4 separate regions of the Mus musculus genome follow, and all the other regions are linked to region 1. Evidence: chromatin contacts called from public HiChIP or PLAC-seq and promoter capture Hi-C data. All regions are on one chromosome and are shown on one strand. The core of a region is the stretch at or near the end of the contact, and the rest is flanking DNA. Distances in the headings are between cores, read along the strand shown. Region 1 holds the start of 4930597A21Rik (RIKEN cDNA 4930597A21 gene). Region 2 holds the start of Fndc9 (fibronectin type III domain containing 9). Region 3 has its middle 18 kb from the start of Lsm11. Region 4 holds the start of Pttg1 (pituitary tumor-transforming gene 1).

Region 1 (2,558 bases), core at 30-2,529:
GGTCACATATGTGTGGCTGCACATGTATGGTGGTGCATGTGTGCATGTGTGTGCGCATGAATGTGGTAGTCCAGAGTTGAAGGCAAATGTCTTCTTCAATCAATCCCCCCTTACTTACGGAGGCAGGGTCTCTCTTTAACCCTAAAGGTCTCCAATTCTGGCTAGTCTCACTAGCCAACTTGCCAAGGGGATCTTTACGTCCCGGGTTCTGGAATTACTGGCAGCCAGTCCTCTTGCCTGGCTGATCCACTGGATCATATCTACAGTCTCTAAGTTATTCCCTCTGGGTACCTTCTACTTATGCAAGGGAAAAGGTTTACATTTGTGATTGTAACATTATTGAGATCTCTTTACTTCCATTTACATAAACAGAGATAAACACAAATGAGATAAATAAGGGGGTGTGGGCCTGGAGGTCCATCCCATATACAATCACCAAACCCAGACACTATTGTGGAAGCCAACAAGAGCTTGCTGATAGGAGCCTGATATAGCTGTCTGCTGTGAGGCTTTGCCAGTGCCTGACAAATACAGAAGTGGATGCTCACAGTCATCCATTGGACGGAGCACAGGGTCCTCAATGAAGGAGCTTGAGAAAGTACCCAAGGAGCTGAAGTGTTTTGCAGCCTCATAGAAGGAGCAACAATATGAATTAACCAGTACCCCCAGAGCTCCCTGGGATTAAACCACCAATCAAAGAAAACACATGGTGGGACTCATGGCCCTAGTTGCATATGTAGCAGAGGATGGCCTGGTCGGTCATCAATGGGAGGATAGGCCCTTGGTCCTGTAAAGGCTCTATGCCCCAGTATAGGGGAATGCCAGGGCCAGGAAGCAGGAGTGGGTGGGTTGGTGAGCAGGGGGAGGGGGGAGGGGGAGAGGATGTTTTGGGAGAGGAAACCAGGAAAGGGGATAACATTTGAAATTTAAATAAAGAAAATATCTAATTTAAAAAAAAATAAGGGGGTGTGGGGCAGAGGGAGGGGCAGGCTGACAGAGTAAACAGTAATGGGTCCAGAGTGGTCCAGAGAAAAATTTCTCGTAAGAACACTGAAACACTTTCAATCAGAAAATATCAGCTTAAAGGCTACCCTAATCCCTACCTTAAAGCTTACCCTAATCATTTTACACATAAGGAAACCAGGGCCTGGGGGTCAGCAGGAATCACCCAGTCCACAGTATGAAATGGTAGACACAAACTTAATCTAAAACTTCGTTCTCCACCTCCATTACCTCTAACCTTACTTAATTTGTAGGTCTTTCCAAGTCTGTGTGTGTTAGAATTGCTTAAATGTATCTGCTTTAAGAATCCAAGAACAACGGATGCACCCACAAAGGCAGTTGGAAAACTGAACAAACTGCAGGACCATGGTGACATCTAGTGGTAATCTTTGGTAGTGCACCTGTCTAGAAGACCTTTGATTTAATCAGGCTTACCATGAAAGCAGAAATATTCTTTTGTACACTGTTCCCTAGTTTGAGTTTGTCTGCTATGGTTATGAGATATACTTGAACAGTAATCCCACATATAGGATTATATGCTGAAGAATATATATATATATATATATATATATATATATATATATATTCAAATCATAGCAAAAGGCACATGACAAAGGCTTGTCATGGCACTGGTTATATTGAGTGTTTGGTTACAGTGGTCCTGACCACCAAGATTCCATCTTAGAAAGCTGCTGTGAATTCTCTTCTAATTAATAAGGGATTCATGGAGTAACAATGTTCGAGTTTGCAAAGCTGATGTTTTTGCTTGAAACCTCAATGAAGTAACAGTTGCAAAATAGTAACCTAATGCTGTCATTTTTTACTCTAATTTTACTCATTAGGATTTTAACATAAAAAGGGAACCTTCCCTATACTCCCATTTTTTATTAATTAATTCTTACATCATCCAGAGTCTTAGATTTCATGAGCTGACTCAGGTATAGATGACATCATCTGTATCTGAAGTGTCAGACGTAGATTACAGTTCTACATTAATTACAGAGTATATCTAAAGCTTCCTAATTTGCTGCAGTGGAGATTGGACTAGGGTGCCATGCATGTGAGGCTATTGCTCTGCCTCTGAGCCACAAAGCGAGCCCTCTGAACCTTTACACAACCTGTATCCAGGCCGAGCCCTTGCCTTAACCCCAACTATCACGCTTAATTTTGAATAAAGGAAGTGTAGTGTGAACCAGAGAAATGTCCTGAAATATAACCCTGCCTATCCAAAAAAAAGAAAGAAAAAAAGAAAAAAGGGAAAGAAAGAAAGAGAGAGAGAGAGAAAATAAGAGAGAGAGAGAGAGAGAGAGAGAAAGGAAGGAAGGAAGGAAGGAAGGAAGGAAGAAAGAAAGAAAGAAAGAAAGAAAGAAAGAAAGAAAGAAAGAAAGAAAGAAAGAAAGAAAGAAAGAAAATGGAGTTTCAATTGGGAAGTTGTCTATTGGCACTGGGGTTTTTTTTTTTTTTCCATTTTTTATTAGGTATTTAGCTCATTTACATTTCCAATGCTATAACAAAAGTCCCCCTTACCCACCCACCCCCACTCCCCTACCCACCCA
Region 2 (2,558 bases), core at 15-2,514, 1.6 Mb before region 1:
TGAGAACCACAGCAAATCGGCAGTTGCTGGATCCAGGCTGTGCCAGGTGGCTTCTCCCACAATAACAGACTCCATTCCCATCTTATTAATGAGCGGCCTGGAGTATCAGCTCACAGGAAGAGAGAGAACTTACCCACTTAGCCACTGTATTTCAATGCAGAGCCCCTGAGTTCAGTAATAGATTATTATTGTTGATTATTTATTATTATTATTATTATTATTAAATTATTGGTAAATGAGGTACCCTGGTTGGCTGTATGGCAGATGAGCCCTGTTCAGATTGTAAGCCTTTCAGCTTTGGTAAAGGAGAGGCATCAAGGTTTTTGGGTTTTCTTTCATTCTCTCCGATTGAGAGAAAGCTTTCCTTCTGAATCCCCCCTGATCAAAAATCTAGACAAGCGTTGCCAGGCTCTATATGTTCCGGTCTCCCTCTGCCTTCTTCTCCATTCCCCATCCCCAGCCAGAAGTGCAGATGCTGCGGAAGATTGAAATGGCAAGCGGGCACGTTCAGCCCAAAGTGAATATTAAGCCAAACTGATTTCTGTTTCTGGGCTTGTGTTGTTAGGCTAGGTGAGCCAGGGGAAAACGTAACAGCGTGAAGTAAGTTTTCAGTCCTTGGTTTCCATCTCTAAAGACAGTGACATGCTTGAGAAAGCAGCTTCCTCCTCTCCACGTGGCTGGGAATTTGCACCCAGTAAATGGGAAATACAAAAGATGAGGCAGGGGTGTACAGAGCCTCCCAGAGATGGCTTTCAGAAGGAAACGGACTTACTCTCCCTCGGGTCTCTTGATGTATGCCCACCTCCCCACCCAGGGACCTACATACCCAACAAACACACTTCCAACCTCCGTAAGTGGGCGGAATTCATACCCTGTTAATACACAGGCGCCCTGTAAGGCCCTCCCATCGGGGTGATCGGGCATCCTGTCCTTGTACACATACCTCCCCTTCTGCTTGCCTCCCCCCTGCTGCTGGCCATCTTATAGCCTGGGTTCCCTGCAGCAGACGTTTCTAAGAGCTTCCACCGAGACTGCTTCTACAGCATCTCCAGCTTCCAGGGACAAATCCATCTCTTCGTATTTATTTTTTTTTTTCTCCCCGTCTTCTGTTTTTAAACTCTTCCCATTTTTAGCTATCCAGTCCCCACAGCCTGGCCCCTCTCCAGGCAGAGTGTGAAAGGAAAAGCCATTTTTATTTCCAAGACAGCCATCCATGCCTCTTACCTGATGCTCGCAGTGTGTCTGGTATAGACGTCTCCCCTCTGAGCCGGAGCGGACCGGATCCCAGGTGACGAGCTTCTCCCTCTTCTCCCTCCTCCGCACCAGGCTCTCCTTGATGTTTCTCACTCACCACTGAGTAATCCCACTGTCGCCCCCAACGCTCACATTATTCATTCTTCAGATCAGCATCATTCACCATGGCAACCAGCAGGCATCTACGCACAATGCTTTCAGGGACCAGTCTGAGTAGGCTTTTGCCAGTGAAAGGAGCTTTGGTTCCTTCAGCAAGAAACGAGCAGGTTGAAAAATTTTGCAGGTTGATCCCCAAGATAGCACATTCTTCTAGTGCTTGTGTATTTTCTCTGTAGTTGGCGCTCTCTCTCTCTCTCTCTCTCTCTCTCTCTCTTCAGGTACACATGTTCATGTCATACCTATGTAGAGATCAGAAGGCAGCCCTTAAGTGTCATTTCTCCAGAACCGTCTACTCTCTGTTTGAGACAAAGTCTCTCATGAGCCTGGAATTTGCACCCAGCAGGCTAAGGCCAGCTGGCCAGTGAGCTTTGCAAGCTCTGAGGTACAAAGGCACACCCCCGTGTCTGGCATTTTTATGTGGGTTCTGGGGATTGAACTCAGGTCCTGAGGCTCCTTGAGGTAAGGGGTTTACTGCTGAGCCATCTTGAAGGCTGACCAGTGATCATTGTCTTACTCCATCTCCATCTGTGGATAGTGGTTTCAAATGCAAAGATGCCCTTCGGTTCTGTGGCGAACTTGTCCCCTCCTTTCCTGTCCCACTTCCCCCCTGGAAATTCTCCCCCTCCTTCCTCTCATTTCCTGCAGTGCCTCTACATGATGGTTCTGGGCGAGATTCTTGTATTGCCTGGATCCCAGTTCCTTCAACTCTAAAGCTTCGAACACCTCAGGGGCAAAACACGGGTACCAACATTTCAAATACCCTTGTCAAGATTGCTCAACCATTATCTCCCATGGACTGGTGGTCCCTCAACATGAACTTTAGAGCATGGCTTTAGAAGTAGAGCCTTCATGGGTGTTAATTAGTTAAGGATCGCGAGATGAAATCACCCTTGATCACTTCTATGGAGTCTTTCTAAGAGAATGAACGTTTGAACCCATGGAGACACACACACAAGAGGAGGCCATGTGGAGGCAGAGGCAGGAGTGGAAGCAATGGATCCATGAGCAGCGGGCGGGGATAGGGGATGGGGATGGGGGGACGGGACAGGGGAGCTGTCCTGCAGACGTGCTGATTTCAGGCTTCCTGTCCACAGAACTGTGTGAGAAAGCATCCTGTCACTTATGAGCCACCATGTTTGTGCCAG
Region 3 (2,558 bases), core at 16-2,515, 1.3 Mb before region 1:
TTCTAGCCAGGCTCAGGGATGTGACCCCACTTCAAATCAAAGGGGGAGGGTGAAGGAGAACATCTAGTGCCCTAAGCATGGACATAAATGCACACAAATGTGTGTGCTCACACACACACACAGACACATAAATAAATAAACAAGCTTTAGCTAATTGCAGTCCTGCTGTTGTGATCTTGGGCCTTTTTGATACCAAAGCACATCTCTGGAGTCCCATCCTCCAGGCACCTTTGTTCTCCTAAATTTGAGTTCTCCCAACTCTGAGCTGCACTAATCGCCCTATGGACTTCTTCTGCCTGGCCTTCACTGGCATTAGTCCATTCTCCTCATGATCTGGTGAAGTCACCATTAATTCTTATCCTTAGAGGCTTCCAGATATCTGTGAACGAGTCACAGCTTCCCTCTGCATGAAAGCAAGCTGGGTGGCCTGAGGGCTTGCCACGTCGGTGACTTAATCTCTCCTGTGAGCTTTCTCGGTACCCAGTAGGACAGACAAATAAGCAAGTCACTCTGGTTTGGACATGGCATGCATCTGCCATCTCAGCACACTGGAGAGAGTCAGGAATCGGAAGCTAGCCTAGGCTACATAGCTAGATCCAATCTCTAAAGCTCTAAGGACAGTATAGCTTGGTGGTAGAGTGCTTGTCTAGCCTGGGCAAACCCCTGGCTCACTCTCGCTTTCTTCCCCCCCCCCCCAGTCTCTCTGTCTTTCTCTCCTGATTCTTTCTCACATTAACTTGGCATGTTCTAATAGACCTAGGTTAACCTGGGCTCAACTGCATTTGTAAATGCCTAACCACCACAAAAGGGGAGGACGAGGCAAGGCCCACGATTCCCTTGTTTCATACCTCATTATCCAGGGTATGGAAAACCCATAAGTAAATATATCTATCTTTACCTTGGTTTTCCTGAGTAGGATAAGAAAGAACTGGGGGGAGGGGGGGGTGGAATCCTTGCCGGCTAGTCTTGGATAGAACTAAGTATCTTTCTCAGTCTGCTCAGTTGCCACTAGGTGGCAGTGGGTTAAAGAAAACTGCTTCGCTAGCTCTTGGAAGGACCCATGTCTCAGGCAGCGATCCATACTTAAATATGTAGAAGCTTTGACATCAAGGGAAAAAATCAGCTGCGACCCACCCCATGGCAATGTGGGTTGTCGTGGATTGTATTCTTAAGCTCAGCCAGCGCAGCTGCTGTCAGTCAGGGAGGGAAATGACCTTAGAAAAGAATGAGAAGTGTTTCCCAGTATCCCTTACTTCAGGGTGTCGGTCACTATCTCCCCCTGCTGGCAGGAGACTGTGCCTGCACTGCTGTACGGAATCCCTTGTTTCTCCCGCAATTGAAACAATACAGAAACAATTGAAATGATAGATACAGTCTGCAGCGCCCTGTGAAAGCCCAGGTGTGGCAATGGTTGCTACTGAGTGGAGTGACCACTCCAGAACTGGATGCAGACATGTTCATGAGTCAGACGGGCATTTATAATGAACAGAGGAAACCTGTTGTGTTAGATTGGAACAGCCAAGCAACGGGATCGGGGGTTTCGGGTATCAATGCTTATATATATCTTGTAAAGAGAAAGGTTTATCCTACCCCTAATTTTGGAGGTTCCTGCCTGTGATTAGCCCATTGCTCCCGGCCTGTAGTGAGGCAGCCTGCTACAGCAAAGCTCCATCCTCTGTATTTCATAGTGAACTTATTTCCTGCGAGGGTCTTTGGCTCTCAGGAATCACTTCAGTTTCCTCATCTCTAAAATAGGCACACACCATTTTCATCTTTAAAAGCTGGCAGTTGGGGCTGGAGAGATGGCTCAGTGGTTAAGGTGCTTACAGGCCCTCAGAGGACAGAGCTTAGATCCCAGCAACCGTGTCGGTGCCTCACAAGCATCTTTACCTCCAGCTGCAGAGCATCCGATGGCCGACACAGACTCTTACACATAAATAAAAATCAATCTTAAAGCGTTGGTGATGTATCCTGCTAAGCCGACAGAGCACACCCTTGGTGCCCTTTACACTTGAACTTGCTGTGTGATGTTCTGTAGTTTTCTACATTTTTTACCTTGAGACCAGATCCACCACACTGGCACCGTGGCCTCCTTTCTCTCAGCATGCATGTGTTCCTTGGCTCCCCCAAATTCTCTGTGCTCCCTCAATTGGCTCTTCCTGGGTTAAACCTTCAGAAGATCACATATGCTGCGAGTAGAGCCCCGTGCTTCCCCAGGAAGGACATTAGGCTCCATGGGACATTCATTAGTTGGGGTTACAAAAGGGCCATGGGGCACTGGAATGGTAATTTCCTACACGAGACCCCAGTGACCCAGTGAGAGCTAGCTCAGCTGGTCTGAGCATGTGGCTAATGAGGGAAGGGTCACAGATTCACTCCTGTGTGGGCCAATTAGAGTCACGTGGAAAGTACACGCCGGTGGCAGCAAGCAGCAGCTCACACATTAGCTAACTGGTCACCAGGATGGCTTGTCACCAGTTATCATCACTGTCAGAAATCCAAGCAAGTGCTTACATCATCTTTCCTGTGACTGCATGGCCCAATGTGCCCCCACCCTC
Region 4 (2,558 bases), core at 26-2,525, 1.2 Mb after region 1:
CATCAGCATCTCCTGTGGCTCCATAGAGCTGAGGACTTTACAAGCTGTCACAACCTTTGTAGAAAGGGTCTGTCCAGCAGGAGGGGGTGGGGTGGGGTGGGTGAAATTCCTAGTACAAGTATCCCAGTATCAATCATGGAACTTTAGAATGTTTTCAGGAACACACAAAGGAGACTAAGGAACTTTTATGTTAATTAAATATAATCACACACATAGCAGAAAGTGTGCAGGGGGAGGCTCCAATGTTATTATTAACAATGCTTATTTCAATGGGAAGTCCTGGGCTCTTGAATAATCTCCATTCTTTGTCTTCAAACCTGCCAAATTTCCACAAGTTCTAAAAATAAGCAGAGATTAACTACTACTTAAGAGGCAAAGGCAGGCAGATGTCTTAAGTTCCAGGCCATCCTGGTCTACATAGTGATTCCCAGGACAGCCAGGGTCTTCTTCAAGATCAGTAAGTGCTTGTAACTGCCCAGGAATCTCTCCAGTCTTGGATAGGTTTTGGTGGGGGCCGATCCAAGACCCAAACCATCTTCTCAGTAGATTAGTGCCTCTGACTTTGACTTGAAGATTTAAGGTCTGGATTAAACCTCTTGGCTTCTTCAGTTAAGTTTTTATGTACATGTTGGTCTCTTCTACTACTTATTCCTTTTTAGTCTTCTCCAAACTCCAGTATCTACTGCGCAGGCCTGTTCCCCTAGAGATTACACTCTGGCTACTCTGATCTGAGCTCTGAGGCAGGAGAATCTTGAGTCAGAAGCAGGCCTGGGCTAGTGAGTTTCCGAAAAGCCTGAACTGGGTAGTAAGAGACTTTTTCAAAGAAGCCAAAACCATAAAAGTGAGCCTGGAGCAGTGGCACAGCCACTAATCTAGTCCTTGGAAGACCGGAAGCAGTCTCAGGAGTTAAAAGTGATTGTCATTCACCATCCATTGCACAGTTCAAGGACAGTCTGAGTCCTGTGAAAACCTGTTTCCAAAAAAAAAAAAAAAAAAAAAAAAAAAGCCCTTCAAATTTAAAGGGACAAGACGTTTATTGGGTGAGTACCTTCTCGCAGGTCCATGTCGTGGCAAACAAAAAGCCTCTCACAGGAGTTTTGGACAATGTACGATTCTAGTTTGTTTGTTTGTTTTTTTTTTTTTTTGGTTTTGTTTAGTTTTGTTTTCCTTAATACTTTGGAGACAGACGCGAGAGCTGGGCGGTGGCTGAAAACTTCCGTTGCTCCCATTGGTTCTCAGGCTGTAGGCCCCACCTCCTCTCGGAGGGACCAATTGAGTTACAGTTTAAACTGCGGTGTGCCGGGTCGTTGGTGGCGCAGTCTTCGGTGAGTTTAGCTGTGAGCTCGTCGTGGGTGAGGGCGTCTTGGGCGAGCTTGGGGTGGCGGGGAGGGCAGACCCGGGACTGGAGGTTGAAGCAGGGTCGGGACGTGTGCTTCACTCGGCCCCGCGTCCCGAGGCGCTCTTGTCGTGCTCGACCCACAGCAACGCTGTTTTTACTTTTCTTCTTCCCTCCCCACTTCAGGATCTCAAGCAGCCCTGGCTGGTCTTGAACTTGTTATGTAGCAGGAGGCCAAATTTGAGCATCCTCTTGGCTTCTCTTTATAGCAGAGATTGTAGGCTGGAGACAGTTTTGATGGGTGCCAACATAAACTGATTTCTGTAAGAGTTGAGTGTTTTATGACCCTGGCGTGCAGATTTAGGATCTGGATTAAGCCTGTTGACTTCTCCAGCTACTTATAAATTTTTGTGCATAGGTGCCCTGGGTAAAGCTTGGTCTCTGTTACTGCGTAGTTTTTCCAGCCGTCCTCAATGCCAATATCCTAATATTCAGGTCTCTCCCTTAGAGTAATCCAGAATGGCTACTCTTATCTTTGTTGATAAGGATAATGAAGAACCCGGCCGCCGTTTGGCATCTAAGGATGGGTTGAAGCTGGGCACTGGTGGTAAGTATTTCCTGCCTTGAGATACACAGGTGTTGTGAATGGTCCCAGCCTACAGTTCCCAATGTAACCTAGGGGGGCCTTGAACTTCTGATCCTTTGACTCCACCTGCCCAGTGCAGTGATTACAGGCATGGGCCACCTTGCCTGGCTTATGCACTGCCGGGAATGGAACTTGGAGCTTTTCAAATGCTACTAAGTCACGTGTCCAGGCGCTCTGCTTAAATCGGTTTTTTGAGACATAGCTTTAACTGGCCTGGGATTTGCTATGCAGATCAGGCTGGCCTTGAACTCAGGAGATCCACTTACCCCTGACTCCTAAATTCTGGGATTAAAGGCGTGCGCCATGGTGCCTATGTTCATACTTATTGTCTTAATGAGGTTATTTAGAGTGCTAAGTAACTGCCCCAAATGAGGCACAGGTTTGTGTGTAAGAATTGAGTTAAGTTGTATGGCCTAATCTTTAAGAGCAATACATTTATTACCTTTATTTGTGTATGTGTGGGGTCACACGCATGCCGTGGTGTGCCTGTGGAGGTCAGAGGACAACCTGTGGAAATTGGTTTTCCTTATACTGTGTGGGTTCTGGGGACTGAATTCAGGTTGTCTGGTTTAGCCG

The links. Promoter capture Hi-C pulls out the DNA fragments that hold promoters and counts their contacts. HiChIP or PLAC-seq counts read pairs in DNA pulled down with a chosen protein or histone mark.
Region 2: a promoter capture Hi-C map of hippocampal neurons shows a contact between it and region 1, with 12 times the contacts expected there. The contact joins the promoter of Fndc9 here to the promoter of 4930597A21Rik in region 1. A contact is called at or near these places in 8 of 39 promoter capture datasets (the C10 cell line, cranial neural crest, embryonic stem cells and 4 more), 2 of 484 Hi-C or Micro-C datasets (cerebral cortex and cortical neurons) and 1 of 9 other capture datasets (liver).
Region 3: a contact with region 1 is called in a RAD21 HiChIP or PLAC-seq map of pro-B cells, with 97 times the contacts expected there. The contact joins the enhancer-like site here to the promoter of 4930597A21Rik in region 1. A contact is called at or near these places in 2 of 39 promoter capture datasets (the SN4741 cell line and hippocampal neurons), 4 of 15 datasets of contacts at CTCF or cohesin (hippocampal excitatory neurons, large pre-B cells, pro-B cells and 1 more), 44 of 484 Hi-C or Micro-C datasets (3T3-L1-derived adipocytes, the AtT-20 cell line, B cells and 28 more), 4 of 115 datasets of contacts at active chromatin or transcription factors (astrocytes, differentiating embryonic stem cells and fibro-adipogenic progenitors) and 1 of 9 other capture datasets (embryonic stem cells).
Region 4: a promoter capture Hi-C map of liver shows a contact between it and region 1, with 3 times the contacts expected there. The contact joins the promoter of Pttg1 here to the promoter of 4930597A21Rik in region 1. A contact is called at or near these places in 2 of 39 promoter capture datasets (hippocampal neurons and liver) and 1 of 9 other capture datasets (pancreatic islet).

Annotation. Positions count from the first base shown.
Region 1 is chr11:44,585,038-44,587,595 of GRCm38.p6, reverse strand. 4930597A21Rik (RIKEN cDNA 4930597A21 gene) reads right to left here and starts at 1,279. Exons shown (of 4, transcript NR_126460.1): 1 at 1,246-1,279; 2 at 119-294.
Region 2 is chr11:46,234,263-46,236,820 of GRCm38.p6, reverse strand. It overlaps Fndc9 (fibronectin type III domain containing 9), which reads right to left and starts at 1,264. Exons shown (of 2, transcript NM_177075.4): 1 at 1,225-1,264. The region is part of intron 23 of Cyfip2 (cytoplasmic FMR1 interacting protein 2); the gene reads left to right.
Region 3 is chr11:45,925,453-45,928,010 of GRCm38.p6, reverse strand. No RefSeq gene overlaps it. Among named protein-coding and RNA genes, the nearest start is that of Lsm11, 18 kb to the left of the region's middle. Within about 2 kb of position 1,265, at least 112 of the 459 cell types and tissues checked have an H3K27ac peak or open chromatin away from gene starts, as enhancers often do. A contact at or near this core is called in the AtT-20 cell line, B cells, the C2C12 cell line and 14 more, where this site is marked.
Region 4 is chr11:43,424,968-43,427,525 of GRCm38.p6, reverse strand. Pttg1 (pituitary tumor-transforming gene 1) reads left to right here and starts at 1,275. Exons shown (of 6, transcript NM_001131054.2): 1 at 1,275-1,325; 2 at 1,845-1,943. The coding sequence starts at 1,856.